2 separate regions of the Mus musculus genome follow, and region 2 is linked to region 1. Evidence: chromatin contacts called from public promoter capture Hi-C data. All regions are on one chromosome and are shown on one strand. The core of a region is the stretch at or near the end of the contact, and the rest is flanking DNA. Distances in the headings are between cores, read along the strand shown.

Region 1 (7,801 bases), core at 3,090-5,589:
GGTGGGAGGGAGCTTTCCTAGCCTGAGGTCCTTCCCCAGCACTGGGTTCTGGACACAGGCAGAGGCAAGGATGAAAGGCTTGTCCTTTTTCTTCCTGTCCATCTTGGAAGGAAAGACTCAGTGTGAAGGGCTTGGCATTCCACCATGGCAACCTGTTTGTAGGAGCAGGCAATCGCTGCAACTAATGTTGCCCTCAGAAACAATTGAGGGAAGCCACCTCAAAATGGGAAGGGATCAAAATAGAAGGAAGCCAAGCTCTGTGTGTCCCTGAGTTTCATCATAATTATGTGCCAGTGAATTTCAGATCAACAGGAGCCAGTGCTGAGGAGCAGGGTGAGGGAGGAGATGTGGAGTCAATGGGGCAGGCTTTCACATGGGTGAGTCTTGGTGAATTCTGAAAGAGGCAGGCTGTGACTGAGGAAGAGCATGAGATCTTGCTAGGTAGAGCAGCAAGCCCTATGTCCTCTCCCAAGGCTGCACACAGCAACTACACATCATTATCTCCCCTCCTCCTCAGAATACCAAACATTATGAGCTGTTAAACTACAGTGAGCATGGGACAACGGTGGACAATGTGCTGTATTCATGTGACTTCTCTGAGAAGACCCCGCCAACCCCCCCAAGCAGTATTGTTGCCAAAGTACAGAGTGTCATCAGTAAGTTGGAGCAGAGGCCTGTGGCCACACAGCTAAGGCCCCCCGTCACCTTGGTTCTACCATGCTGTCAGTGACCTACAGTTTCTTGCCTTCCCAGTCCCCTTGGCCAAGCTCATTGATGGTGGGCCTGGAAAAAGCCACCGAAAATCAAGTGCTGAACACCCACATATGTATCAGACCTGGGCAGGGACTTGAGACTCCAGCCCCGTCTGAGCATCCTCAGCCCTGATCATGTAGCATAGAATGGGGAGACGCAGGGGGCCAGTACTGCCAGTCACCCCAGACAGGTCAGCCATTCACTCTTCCCCTCCTATGATCATGCCCCTTTTTCCCAGGGCGCCGCCGACACCAGAAACAGGATGAAGAGCCAAGTGAGGAGGCAGCCATGATGAGTTCCCAGGCCCAGGGGCCACAGCGGAGACCCTGCAATTGCAAAGCCAGCAGCTCAAGCTTGATTGGGGGCAGTGGGGCCGGCTGGGAGGGCACAGCCTTACTCCACCATGGCAGCTACATCAAGCTGGGCTGCCTGCAGTTTGTCTTCAGCATCACTGAGTTTGCGACCAAACAGCCCAAAGGCGATGCCAGCCTGCTGCAGGATGGGGTCTTGGCTGAGAAACTCTCTCTCAAGCCCCATCAGGGCCCTGTGCTGCGCTCCAACTCCGTTCCCTAGGCCATTGGCCTGGACGCCCACCCAAGACTCCTGCAATGCAAAAATGTACACGAACCAAGCCTGGGTGTTTTCTATACCAGAAACCCTCAACTACAATCTTTGCATGAAATGAAGAAAACCTTTTGACTGTTTTTTAAGACTTTTTTTCTTTTCTCAAGTTCTAGGGGGCATTTGCACATATATTTGTACTCAACATTTCATGGGAAAGCGGCAGATCCGCGCTGAGGAGCAGCGAGGGCAGGGACAGGAGGCCCTGGTCTGGACACTTCCTCCAGCACAATCCCTTCCCCCGCCTCCTGCTCCTCCCCCTCGACCGCCTGCCCACTGTTGTAAAATAATCAGAAACTTGTTCTATTTTGTGGCAGTGACAATAGTTTTATATTAAAAGAAAAAAATACAGTTTTCATACAGCAAAATCTATACAATATCATTGTTTTATTTAATATAAAGATCGCTACCCACTCCTTTCCATGGTTCCCACCCTACAAGGACTTCCCCTCTCTGCAGCAGTTGCACTACAGGTAGCTACTGTGTATATGGACAAATGAGAAATGAATCCTTTTTTCTGGCTGTCCATCTATTTTATTTCAAATAAGGAAAAGTGTATTTGGATTTTGTGTAAATACATCTAGTGATGGCATTTTTTCAATGTTTTTAAAAGCTGTGTACAGTACATGTGGTAGAGTGTTTCTCAAATTGTCTATTGTAGCAAAGGCGTTTTTGTCGTAAACCTGTTCTGTGTCCTTTTTTGTTCTTACCACTTCTCTTCCTCCTCACCCCAGATACTTCCTCTTCCCCACAACCAATGTACATAGTAATTGTAATGTTTTAGACTTGACAGAAACTTTCCTGTATTCTGTATATAAAAACCAAAAATACTTCAAATTATGTTTTCTGCCTGTCTGTCCTCCCTGTCATGCTTAGAAGGGGAAGTGTCCTGGATCTCACTTTTCACACCCTTTGTACAAGTGTCAGTCTCAGGTAGTCTCCAGGGAAGCTTGGTGGAGAAGGCAGATGTTAGTGAAGGGAGCCTAAGCTCTGAGAGGGAACTGGAAAGGAGTGCTTGCCTTTGGAGGGCTGCTGTTTCCCTAGGGAGCCCTAATACAGTAACATCTCTCTAGACCAATGGTTCTCAACAGTCCTGATGCTGTGACCCTTTTATACAGTCTGTCGTGTGGTGACCACCTACCCTAAAAGTATTTCAGTGCTACATCATAACTTTAATTTTGCTACTGTTGCAAATTATAAATGTCTGACACAGGATATCTGAGATGCAACTCCTGTGAAGGGGTCCTTCGACTCTTGGTAAGGAGGTGACCCAGGTTAAAGACTGCTGCTCTAGCCTGTGCGGCTCTTGGTGTAACTTGAATAACTTCTGCTGTTCTCATCAGGAAATACCCTGCTGTGTTACCCTAATTCTAATTTCCTGGGCATCCTGCTAGCTTCCTGGAGATGGCTTATTCAGGAAGTTCTTCCTGAGAACAGTCCCCTAGAAAAATCTGTGTTCTGGCACTATTCTAACTAGTACCTATTCATATATTCAAGTCTGTTGATAGGGCTAGAAGACGAGCTTTACATCCACAGCGTCTATAGTTGTGCTCCAAGAACACAGTGCAGTATTAAATAGGGAATTCCCTGGTCTCAGAAATCTGACCCTGACTCCCACATATAGTTGTATTCTTGTCCCTGCCACTCTGCTTCCACTTCAGGAAGGACTTCTTAAACCTCCAAAGGCAGAAAGGAACTACCTGTCCTTCACTGTCCTAGGCAAGGTCCTGCTTGGAATGCCCACATCCCTAGCTGTCCCTGCCCAGCTTACCCTCAGTCACTGTTTCCAGAGTAATGGAGTGTCTACCTACCTAGTCTTGCTACCTGTGAACCGTTCTAGAAACAAATTACCGCCTTTTCGAAAGCAGAGGTCATGGAGTAACAACCATGTAATACCCACTGTTTCGGAGTTTGAGGAAGGAGGATCTCAAATTTAAGGCCACCATGGGCCTAGGGAAACCACCTCCAAAATCGACAGGGAAAGGGGTGGGGTCACAAAGTTAGGAAATCACATGGTTGAATCCTGACAACCCTGTCAGTGCCAGCATAAGAAGCCTCATGCCTCTGGCCTGTAACGGGAAATGTCCTAGAAGAGCAGCGGAGGGCTGGATAATGAAAGAATGAGAAAAGAGTCGCTTCATTGAGGAAAAGGCATCCAGGACTCGACTCCAGACACACGAGCCCATTCATGTACACAGGACTCCAGACTGAGAGACTGCTACATACTCACACCTAGAGTAAACAGAGATGTTCATTCAGTCACACGCGTTGGTGGAGACTACAGATGCATGCACAGCCTGGAGGACTCCCGCGATGGGCACAGACACCTACGCAGTGCTCTCACCGCCGGCGCCCGCCCAGAATCCAGAAGCACGCCCAAAGCCTGAGCGGAGATCTCAGGGCCCTAGGCATGCACACACCCACCCGTCCCTCAGGCAGATGTTTCCGGGTACTTACCGAGCACGCGTTCCCGGGAGTTCGCAAGCCTAGAGGGCGCTCCCAGGACTCCAAGGTGTTTCTCCTAGGCACGCCGCCAGGGCACGCAGGCGCACGCCTAGGGGGCGCTCGCAGGGGCCACGCGTGCGCGCACACCCCTGCCCAGCCTGCCGCCGCCCTCGCGAGGCCGAGGCGGGAGCGACGAGGCCCGGGCGGGAATCGGGAGCACTGCCGGCATGGAGATGCTGCTGCTGGGCGCCGGGCTGCTGCTGGGCGCCTACGTGCTTGTCTACTACAACCTGGTGAAGGCCCCGTCGTGCGGCGGCATCGGCAGCCTTCGGGGCCGCACGGTCGTGGTCACTGGTGAGTGCGCGCGAGCGGGCGGCGGGGAGGCCGGGCGGGTGGCCGCGGCCCGACCGGCTGAGCTGGCTCCCACCCGCCGCCCGCAGGCGCCAATAGCGGCATCGGAAAGATGACAGCGCTGGAGCTGGCGCGCCGGGGAGCGCGCGTGGTGCTGGCCTGCCGCAGCCGGGAGCGCGGGGAAGCGGCCGCTTTCGACCTCCGTCAGGTGAGACCATAGGGGAATGCGGGAGGCGGGTGAGCCCGGGACGCGGAGGGCGGAGCAGAGCGACGGAGGAATCAAGATCTGAGAGGAGAGAGCCTCACTATCCCTTAAACAGAGAGGAAGATGCAGGGACTGCTGTGGTCTTTAATCTTGAGAGCTTTAAGAATCAGAGTTAATGAAGTCAGGTGTGGTCCCAGCACCGGGCTGCGAGCTCAAGGCCAGCCTTGGCAAAGGCGACAAAGAAGGAAGGGTTAGGATAATGAAGAGATGCAGAAAGAACAGCAGGTGCAAATGCCCTGAGACTAGAGAGTCTAATTGGAGAGACAGGGGGCGGGAGATGAAGCAAGGAATAAAAGGAATGTCCTGAAGTGGTTCTGAGCCACAGCCAGCTTCTGAAGGCCCTTCCAAATACCATCGAGTTGAAGACAGCTGAGCAGAGAAGACACTTCAGTAGGCTCTGGACCATCCTGATGGCTTTTTCAGATGAATTTCTTAGAACTGTGCGGTGTCTAGACTGCAGAGGACAGGAGTGAGAGGGTCACATACCTTTAATCCTAGCACTTGAGAGGCAGAGACAGGTAGATTTCTGTGAGTTGAAGACCAGCTTGGGCTACATCCTAAGACTCTGTCTCAAAATAAACAAGCAAACAAATAAAATAAATTTTTTTTAAAAAGGTGTGTAAGAGAAGACCACAGTCTCTTAGGAAAAGTTTGTTACAGCAGGACATGCTGGTGCACACCTGTAATTCCAGCCCTGAAGAGGCTGAGGAAGGGAGATCATGAGTTCCAAGGCAGTCTGAGCTACGTAGCAAGATGCTGTCTACAACAGGTGAAAGGCTGTAATTGATTTTTATGGTAAATGATAATAAAAACAAGGGATGTTAATGGCAAATACCTGCACGCTGCTGACTGGGTATTTAATATATATTAACTCTAGCTCAGGCAGGCCTTGAACTGGTGACAAAAGGGTAGCTAGGATAACCAATGTGTGCCACCACACCAGACATACATGTATTTTATCTGATTTAACTCTCCCAGCTTTTTTTTCCAGTAGAAAGTATTATTATTGCTGTTAATATTATTACTATCCTCTCATTTTTCAGTAAGAGAACAGAGGCCCAAAAGATATTCAGTATCACGTCTGAAGTCACACTCTAGTTAGGGGCAAAGTCAAGATTTGAATCCACACACCCATTACACGCTGATGCATAGAGGCAGGTTTTAGTCATAGGTGGGTAGACTCTCAGAAGCCTGGAAAGAGGGAGGAGAAGGGAGATACCCAGTAACAATCCTAGCCCTTGCTGCTCCACAGGAAAGTGGAAACAATGAGGTCATCTTCATGGCCTTGGACTTGGCCAGTCTGGCCTCCGTGCAGGCCTTTGCCACAGCCTTCTTAAGCTCTGAGCCAAGGCTGGACGTCCTCATCCACAATGCAGGTGAGGAGTAGCAGGCCCTGTGGGAGGGCGGCGGGGAGCCTGGAGAGGCAGACCCTCCAGCAGACACATCTCACAAGTGGGGATTCTAAGACCTGTGGGACACCTATGACAGCACCTCATGCCTAGCTTCTGCTCTAGGGATCAGCTCCTGTGGCCGGACTCGGGAAACCTTTAACCTGCTGTTGCGAGTGAACCATGTTGGCCCTTTTCTGCTGACGCACTTGTTGCTACCCCGCCTGAGGTCATGTGCCCCCAGCCGTGTGGTAATAGTGTCATCGGCTGCCCACCGACGTGGTCGTCTCGACTTCACACGTCTGGACTGCCCAGTGGTGGGCTGGCAGCAGGAGCTTCGGGCGTACGCTGACAGCAAACTAGCCAACGTGCTGTTTGCCCGGGAGCTTGCCACCCAGCTTGAGGGCACTGGTGTTACCTGCTATGCGGCCCACCCAGGTGAGGCCTGACTGACGGCTCTTCCTTACTTCTCTAGCATCTTTGTATGTTACTATGTGCCTCCATACCCCCAGTCTCCTATTGAGTCACAGAATGGAAACATGGTCAAAGGGAAACCTGTTCCTTGCTGATCTTGGGAGCAGACTTTCTTCTCATCTGTTTTCTTCCTTGCTCACCTTCACGCTTGGATGCTGACCACTGGCTTGGGGATAAAACAAGATCCTGATGATAATATAGAGGGCTGCGGCTGCAGCTGATAGGTAGAACACATGTCCTAGTATAGGCCAAACCCTGAGCTTCTGCTCTTTGGTTTAGGATGTTTGGTTGGTTGGTTGTTTGGTTGATTTGGTTTTGAGACAGGATCTCACTGTGTAGACTAAGCTGGCCTGGAGTTTGCTTTGTAGGCAAGGCTGGCCTCAAACATCCAAAGACCTGCCTGCTTCTGTCTCCAGAGTGCTGGGATCAAAGGTATGGAACATCATTCCTGGCTTAGTTTAGTGTGTGTGTGTGTGTGTGTGTGTGTGTGTATGTGTATGTGTTAGTTTTCTCTGCATGGCTATATACTGTAGTGGTGGCAGTGCCCACAGACGTAAGATTCTCCTAGCACTGGTGTTACGGATGGTTGTGACCTTCCTTCCATGTGGGTGCTAAGAACCAACCTAGGGGCTGGAGAGATGGCTCAGCGGTTAAGAGCACTGACTGCTCTTCCAGAGGTCCTGAGTTCAGTTCCCAGTAGCCACATGGTGGCTCACAACCATCTGTAATGGGGTCTGATGCCCTCTTCTGGTGTGTTTGAAAATAGCTACAGTGCACTCATATGAATAAAAAAATAAATAAAATCTTTAAAACCAAAAACCCAGGTCCTCTACAAGAGCAGCGAGTACTCTTAACCACTGAGCCATCTGGTTGTTCTAGCTGTTTGTTGGCATTTTATTTTGTTCTGTTTTTTGTTTTAGTTTTGATGGGGGAGGGGGGTGGTTGAGACAGTTTTCTGGAATTCTGGGTAGCTCAGTCAAGCCTCAAATTCACCCCAAACTTCTTGCCTCATATTTAGATTTCCCATATAAGCCACCACACCAAGCTAAGATTGGGTTTGGTCCCCAACACCACTGAAAAGACAAGTCAGGGCGGTGGTGATGATAAGTACGGTGCCATCCAGTCAAGGATCCCTTTCTTTATGGAACCTACTATACAGTAGGCATGATTTATGTGCTGGGACAAAAGTAGTGAGGCCGCCTTGGTCTGTAAGACCCCGTCTCTCTGAGAGAAGACAAAGCAAACACCAAGGACCTCGCCCTCATATCCCATGACAAGTGGCGATAACATCCGGAGAGAGACACTAGGGAAAGATAAACAGGAAAAGAGGGACCTTCTCAGATGTAACGTTTTTATTTTGTCAGTGGCTGTCAAGGAAGACACTTGGTTAGAATTGAACACAGATCTGAAAGAGATAAAGGGATCTTTGAAGCTCAGAACTTGAATAAGGAGCACAGAGGCAGGTGTTGCTAATGTGCTGCAGGAGGCTGGTGTGCCTAGAACG
Region 2 (7,801 bases), core at 2,957-5,456, 230 kb after region 1:
GTGCACCACTACCGCCCGGCTTTTTTTGTGTGTGTGAGGGTGCTTTTTTATTTTAGAAATTTTGCTTTAAATTGTTGATGTGGAATATTTGCAGATAATCAGTTCTGTGGTAGGCATGGCCCATGATTCTAAGAAACTATAATTCCTTTTCAAAGAAATAGTTGTCTCAGAAAATTCAAACCAAGCCTTAGAACTCTGTACGAGCCCCTCCATCCAAGCCGCTCCATCCCCGCCCCCATCCCCGCCCCTCCGTGCTCTTCCTGGCTTATCCTACTATTGTTGCATTGATTCCTTGTATCTGTTCAGAACCAAGCAGAGGAGTCATGAAGTGATGCATGATGGTGGAAGGGGAAAACAGGAGTGAAAAACTTGTATGAAGACCCTCACCTTTAAACAAAGAACTCCAGAGGCAGATGGACCTTTGAGAGTTCGAGGCCAGCCTGGTCTACAGAGAGTTTCAGGACAGCCAGGGCTACACAGAGAAACTATGTCTCAAACAAAACAACAATAAAAAAAAAAAAAACAAACTCCACCAATTGTGGTGCAGGGCTTTAATCCCAGTACTCGGGAGGCAGAGGCAGGCCGATTTCTGAGTTCGAGGCCAGCCTGGTCTACAGAGTGAGTTCCAGGACAGCCAGGGCTACATAGAGAAACCCTGTCTCCAAAAAAACAAAAAAAAAAAAAAAAAAAAAGCAGCCCCAGTCTGTCTGGAGAGAGCTGTGACAATAGCTTTACGTTGTAAGTCTCCCACTTGACCCAAACAACCAAACCTGCAGTTTTTGTTTCTGTAAAACATGTTTAAGTAATCAAAGTGTCTGGAAACTAAAAGAAATTTACAGAGGAAAGTGTATGTATCAGTGCAATGTCATAGCTCAAACCTTTATACACTGTAAAGGATCCAGGTTCAAGGCTGGTGCTCCAGCTATTATTAAAGACAGTTCCTTTTATTAATCTTGACGTGTTTGATGTATTATTTACATGAGTACCCTGTAGCTGTGTTCAGACACACCAGAAGAGGGCATCGGATGGTTGTAAGCCACAAGGTGGTTGCTGGGAATTGAACCCAGGACCTCTGGAAGAGCAGTCCGTACTCTCAAACACTGAGCCACCTCTCTAGCCCCTTGGATGACTTCTTGCTGGGAGAACTTGATCAGCTATTTCAGAGGTAATCCTAGTACCTAGGTGGCTGAGACTGGAGGATTATGAGTTGCAGGTCAGTTTGAGCCACATAGGGAGGACCTGACTCAAAAGTAATGGGGTCATGGTGGTTCATGCGTGTAATCCCAGCGCTCAGGAGGCACTGGTAGGAGGATCATTACAAGTATGAAGCCAGACTAGGGCTACATACTGAGACCTTATCTCAAAAAGAAAAAAAAAAAAAAAGGAAAGAAGAAAGAGAGGGAAAGAAAACGAATCAACATTTCAAGTTGCAAGTTATCTCAGATTGAGAGAGAAGAAAGGAATTGATAGCATAGCCATTTTAGCTGAGTGAAGGGATTGAAAAAGATGTGTGGAGAGCACAAGATTTTTTTTTCTTTTTTCTTTCTTTCTTTCTTTTTTTTTTTTTTTTCTCGAGACAGGGTTTCTCTGTATAGCCCTGGCTGTCCTGGAACTCACTCTGTAGACCAGGCTGGCCTCGAACTCAGAAATCCGCCTGCCTCTGCCTCCCGGGTGCTGGGATTAAAGGAATGTGCCACCGAGTCCAGCAGAGCACAAGATTCTTGTGTCACAGATAATAAGCACTTGAGAAACCAGGAATGTTTAAACATGCAGAGTTGTCTCCTTAACAGAGGAGACTTATACCTGTTTTCCACCCAGAAATCTGGAAATGCATGTTGCTGATAGCCTGGTAACCTGTGGGGTCTGTAGAGCCAGGCCACACTGAAATCCCCTAGACTATTGCTTTTATCCCAGACTGTTCCTCTCTAGCCCGTTATCTTGACGATTGTTTCTCAGTCAATAGAACCTGTCCTTAAGGAAGAGGTCTCCTGTACTTTGCAACATCCTAGGTAACCCTGTGCTACCTGTAGGGCCAGGCCACCCTGACTCCCACAGTCTTTTATGTTCATCTCATTCCTCCTAGACCCTCATATTGAACATTGTTTCTCAGTCAGTAGAACCCATCTTTTTGATGTAAACATGACTTTTAAGTTTTGTTGCACACACAGGGTTAAGTACCATCAGAAAACTTTTTCACCTGGCAGTGGTGGCACACGCATTTAATCCTAGCACGTGGGAGGCAGAGGCAGGTGGATTTCTGAGTTCGAGCCCAGCCTGATCTACAGAGTGAGTTCCAAGACAGCCAGAAAAAACAAAAAGAAGAAAACTTTTTCCCCCAAAATTAAACTGTGTTTAAATATGCCTAAAATAAACTGCCTGGTGTCAGACTCCAGATTCTATAGTACATACCAATACCAGTTCTTTTTTATTTATTTTTTTATTATATGTAAGTACACTGTAGCTGTCTTCAGACACTCCAGAAGAGGGAGTCAGATCTCATTATGGATGGTTGTGAGCCACCATGGGATTTGAACTCCGGACCTTTGGAAGAACAGTGGGGTGCTCTTACCCACTGAGCCATCTCACCAGCCCCCCCAATACCAGTTCTTGAGTCCTGGTGAGCCTGATTCTGGTCTCGCCTTAGTTACATTGTTACTCTGCCACCCCTGCTGCATGCAGAGAGACCCCCAAAAGATGAATTCCAGTATGGAAATGTGTTGTGATGCCTCATTGACTTGAATTGAGTTCTTAGATCCTACCTGAACACTGAGAAACCACACTTGAACAAAAAGCTACAGATTTTGAAGATGAACCGGTGTGTGTAGTTTAGAGGATAGTTTGTGGATTTTGAGGATGGAAATCAATTCCTCGGGCCAGCAAGTGCCTTTACCTATAGATCCATCTCACAGGCCTTGAAGTTGTTATTTGAAGAGGCCAATCAAAAAAATCTGGAAGAATTATATGCAGATTAGGATCTGAGAACCAAGAACACAAAATACTTCATAATACCTTGGAACCATCTGGATTTCTTTATCTGGTACTGTGTTTATCTGGTACTGTGTTAGTAAGTCATTAGTCAGACACTGACTCATGAGAATAAGCATAACAGACCTTATCTACTTCCTTCATTTAACAATGAAGAATGCAAAATTCACTCTGGCTTGATTTGACCTTGAACTCTGTATTTCATGTAATTAAAATTGCTTCCCAGATAATCTGTAAAGGGTAAAACAATATTCACTATTTCTATATTTCACCCTGTTCTGGGTGGTGCTATACACAATCGCACAAACCTAAAAATACAGAATGGCTCTCCCCATGAAGGATGTTAGAAGATACTATCTGGCCCAGGCATGGTGACACATGCCTTTAATCCTAGCACTTGGGAGGCAGAGGCAGGCAGATTTCTGAGTTCGAGGCCAGCCTGGTCTACAGAGGGCTACACAGAGAAACCCTGTCTCAAAAAAAAAAAAAAAAAAAAAAAAAAGATAAGAAGATACTATCTGGAACAGTATTCAGACAGTAAACAAAGTTGGTTTCCTTGTGGGGTGAGATGATAGATAGCTGAGGTCTTTGAATTACCTCTTAATTTTCTCTGTAATCTTTTCAGACAGGATCACTTATGACCTACAGACACATAACTTTTGTTGTTGTTGTTTTGTTTTTTTGAGACAGGGTTTCTCTTTATAGCCCTAGCTGTCCTGGAACTCACTTTGTAGACCAGGCTGGCCTCAAACTCAGAAATCCGCCTGCCTCTGCCTCCTGAGTGCTGGGATTAAAGGCCTGCACCACCACGCCCGGCACCAGCCAGGCCGGCTCTTAATGGCCTAGGGAATGCGTTTTGGAAGTGGAACCTCAAAGTGGTAGAAACGACCCATCCTGGTCACCGCCCGGCGAGCTCGTGCGGACTCCGATCCCCCGCCCTCAGCGCGAACCCGGAGCTCCGCGGCGTGCCGCGCAGGCTGCGCTCTAGGTGTAGCGCGCAGGACCGCGCGTTCGCGGTCCGCCCCGCCCTCCCTCTCCAGAGCCACGCCTCCACTCCGCGCAAGCCGCTGGTCGGCCCTCAGGGCTCGCGCACGCGCGCGCGGGTTGGGGCGGGTCGGGGCGGGTCGGGGCGGGTCGTGGAGGGAGCCAGCCGGCTGGTCCACGAGCCGCCGGGGCGGGGACACGCGCGCGCGCACTAACGCTTCCTCGCCGTGCGTGTGCGTGCGCGGCCGAAGCCCGCCGCGGCGCTGTGCGGTTCCGGCGTCAGGGCCCGGCATGGCGGGGGTCGGGGCCAGGCCGGGCCGGACCCGGACCTAAATGCCTCTATTTCTCTCCGCGCTGTTGGTCTTGCTGCTGGTTGCGCTTAGCGCACTCTTCCTAGGCCGGTGAGGGGATTCTAGCCACAGGGTCGGGGGGGTCGAGGAAGACCGGCTGGAGGAGGCGCGGGTTGGTCGGGCGCCTTAGGCGGAGGGGGCGCGAGCAGGAGGGGGCGCTCAGCCGAGGCGAGGGGAAGCGAGGTGGGGGCAGGGGCGCTGAAGCATCTGGCTGGACCCGAAGCAATGTCCAGTCCGGGAACCGAATGTTTGCGTGTGAGGGAGGGGGCCTCCCTCGGTGGTCTCCCTTTCCTGCCCCGTTCGCCTCCGTGTCCTCTTCCCAGATTGCGAAGGGCACCTGCAGCCGCGCCCTGCAGAGAGGTCGGGAGGACTGGCTGGCTAGAGCAGAGCGGTGTTTGAGCAGTTCCGAGAGTGACCTCTGCCTTCTCGGAAACGGCTGCAGGGTGGGGACGCAGACAGGGACCCTCTAAGGAGTGTGCGATGACGTATTTAACACGACTGCCTTCACTTTGCCTTTTGAGGACCTCTTTTTACTTTGGGTTCCTAAAGATTTGAGGGTTTCTTTGTTTATTCTTTCTTTCTTTCTTTTTTTTTTTTTTTTTTTTTTTTTTTGACCTCTTTTAGAGGGTGAGTTTCGTTTGCCTAGTTTTGTTTGAATTTAGGGGCCCGTAGTTCTGGTTGTTGTGCCTAAATGAGTATGACTAGAGAAATATTTTAGGAAAATCGTAAAGTTCCTAAGAAAAATCCGGCTTCAGGATACCACCCCTTGCAAGGCCTTTCTAGAATCAAAAAGGGTAGAGGGTCTTATAATCCAACTGTTTTTTTTCTGCAGGTGGCTTGTGGTCCGGTTGGCCACCAGGTGGTGTCAGCGCAAGTTGCAGGCAGAGCTAAAGATTGGCTCCTTCCGATTTTTTTGGATCCAGAATGTCAGTCTTAAGTTTCAGCAGCACCAGCAGACGGTGGTGAGTTCCGGGAATTGCAGAGAGAAAGAGAGAGAGAGAGAGAGAGGAGAAGGGCGGGAGTGTGTGGTGTGTGTGTTGGTTTGGAGGGGGTTTCAAACTTTAGCTTCCTCCATGGGTAGTTTTCCTAGTTAACTCCACCCTTGTTGTTGTTGTTTTTGTTGTTGTTATTATTATTATTGTCAAGAGGATCTTAGGAGCTACTTGGAGGACTCTGCAATAGATGCCAGTTGTTTCAAGTGTTTATGGGACTAGATCTGGTGGTATAAACCTGTAATTCTTGTTTCTCAAGAGGCCGAAGCAAGAGAATTATAAATTCAAGCTCTGCCTAGGCAACTTAGTGAGTGCTTCTCTCAAAATTAAAATGAGCTGGAATAGTGGTTCAGTGGTAGAGCCTGGTATCTGCTGGGTCCTCTTTAGTATCTAGTACCAAACTAATGACACAGAGTATCCAGGGTATGGAAGAAAGATATGGAAGTAAACAGAGAAAGATTACAGGAAACAGCAAACTCACTGTTCTAATTTAAGAGAGGAAATAGGGTGGCAACTTGTTCATAAAAAGAGAACTGCTAAGCAAATTCAGCTAACATCATCATGAGGAGCAGGATAGCCACGTTGATCAGAGAAACCAGGGAAAGAGGATTTGTCGGGAGGACCAATAGAACTCCCTTCTCCTGGGACTCAGGACCTTTGCTGGTTCATAAACCTGCCCATCATTGATTTCCTAGCAACCAGGTACACGGCTGTCTTTACTGTCATTTTAGGAAATTGACAACTTGTGGATTTCCAGCAAACTCCTTAGCCATGATCTGCCGTGAGTACTCTGTGTCCTTACTCTGCCCTTGAGGAATATTTTGAGGTTGAGTTTTGACAATAAAATTCTTCTACGGAGACATTTTAGTCGAGGTGGGAGGGACGTTCTTGCTGGAGTCTCCTATTAGTCCAAGTGCTGTTTTGTGAGACATGCTGAAAACAACTTCCTCTGTTATTTGAGCTATTATGGGACTGGGAGAGGGTGTGAGGGAGGGAAGGAAATTGCTCTGAAAGGGATGGACCAGATGATAATGAGGCTTCTCTTCTGGGCAGAAACTATGTGGCATTGTGCTTTGGAGAAGTGCGCATCAGGACAGATCTACAGAAGGTTTCTAGCCTGTCTGCCCCATTCTCTCAGAACACAGAGGTGGAGCAAAAGGAACTGTCCCTCAGCCCATCCTTGTTGAAGATCTTCTGCCAAGTGAGATTACTTTTACTCTTTTTAAAAACTAAATATTCATGTGTGTGTGTATGTGTGCACGTGCGAGGATACTTCTGCATTGACCAAAGAGGCTAGCAGAGAGTGTTGGTTGCCCTGGAGATGAAGTTAAAGGCACATGTGAGCTGCTCTGTGGGGTTTGAGAATTGAACCCGAGATCTCAGGAAGAACAGCCAGTGCTCTTATTCGGTGAGCCATCTCTCGGGCCCCACTTCTGCTATGCTCAACTGCATTTCAGAGATGGTTGGTTGGCTTTGGACTGGGGAGGAACGGTGGGGGATTATTTTACTATCTGGAGGGATAAAAGCTAAGATCTTCCATTCTCAGCTGGAAAGGAAGAGTGGTGCCTTTACATTAACTATTGCATATCTTTATTATCCTTCCAGCTATTCTCCATTCATGTAGATGCCATAAACATCATGGTTCTTAAGGTGGCTACCTCTGAGTCCTTGTGGCACATCCAGATCAGTAGAAGCAGATTTCTTTTGGACAGTGATGGGAAGAGGTGAGTGGTAGGTAGAAGAGGCTGATAGTATCCCTGTTTGGAGTTGCTTGAGAGAAACTGAATGTCGAAGCCTCCTCATCTACACGTCAGGTTCTCACTCTGTGCAGTCTTGAGGAGAAGCCAAGACTGGCTGTTCTGCTTGCCCTGTTTTTTCTACCCAACAGATTAATTAAGAGGTAGTGAGGAAAGGGGTCAGAGTTTTTTGTTTTGTTTTTGAAGCAGGGTCTCACTATAAAGCCGTGGGTTTCTTAAAACTCTATATGTAGATCAGACTGTCCTTGAACTCACAGGACCCTACAAGCCTTTGCTGCTGCTTCTTTTTTTTTTCTTTTAAAGATTTATTTATTATTATATGTTAGTACACTGTAGCTGTCTTCAGACACACCAGAAGAGCACATCAGATCTCATTACAGATGGTTGTGAGCCACCATGTGGTTGCTGGGATTTGAACTCAGGACCTCTGGAAGAGCAGTCAGTGCTCTTAAACACTGAGCCATCTCTCCAGCCCCCATGCCTTTGCTTCTTGAGTGTTAGGATTCAGGACCTATACTACCACCTCTGGATTAAATGCTTTTAATTTTTTCTTTCTTTCCCAGTCTCATCTGTAAAGTGAACCTATCAAAGATCAATAGCAAAGTCCTGAAGAGTGGTCAGCTGGTGAGTACGTCAGGGTGATTGTGGGGCTTCATAGCCTCTTGAGCATGGGTATGAAGGAGCTTAGGGTCCTTGTGTTGTTAGATTCTGTGCCTTTAAAGGTTTTTCCCAA

The links. Capture Hi-C pulls out chosen DNA fragments and counts their contacts.
Region 2: a contact with region 1 is called in a promoter capture Hi-C map of adipose tissue. The contact joins the promoter of 2610507B11Rik here to the promoter of Dhrs13os in region 1. A contact is called at or near these places in 15 of 39 promoter capture datasets (the C10 cell line, the HPC-7 cell line, cranial neural crest and 10 more), 9 of 484 Hi-C or Micro-C datasets (embryonic stem cells, liver, nephron progenitors and 2 more), 4 of 115 datasets of contacts at active chromatin or transcription factors (bone marrow-derived macrophages, embryonic stem cells, pro-B cells and 1 more) and 4 of 9 other capture datasets (adipose tissue, embryonic stem cells, liver and 1 more).

The regions. Positions count from the first base shown.
Region 1 is chr11:78,028,326-78,036,126 of GRCm38.p6, forward strand. It overlaps Dhrs13os (dehydrogenase/reductase (SDR family) member 13, opposite strand), which reads right to left and starts at 4,340. Exons shown (of 2, transcript NR_152257.1): 1 at 3,832-4,340; 2 at 1,681-3,606. Dhrs13 (dehydrogenase/reductase (SDR family) member 13) reads left to right here and starts at 3,988. Exons shown (of 5, transcript NM_183286.2): 1 at 3,988-4,173; 2 at 4,260-4,378; 3 at 5,688-5,811; 4 at 5,950-6,261. The coding sequence starts at 4,047. It overlaps Phf12 (PHD finger protein 12), which reads left to right. Exons shown (of 15, transcript NM_174852.3): 14 at 518-656; 15 at 992-2,211. The coding sequence ends at 1,326.
Region 2 is chr11:78,257,548-78,265,348 of GRCm38.p6, forward strand. It overlaps 2610507B11Rik (RIKEN cDNA 2610507B11 gene), which reads left to right and starts at 4,207. Exons shown (of 39, transcript NM_001002004.2): 1 at 4,207-4,370; 2 at 5,152-5,281; 3 at 6,043-6,092; 4 at 6,365-6,512; 5 at 6,917-7,035; 6 at 7,632-7,692. The coding sequence starts at 4,303.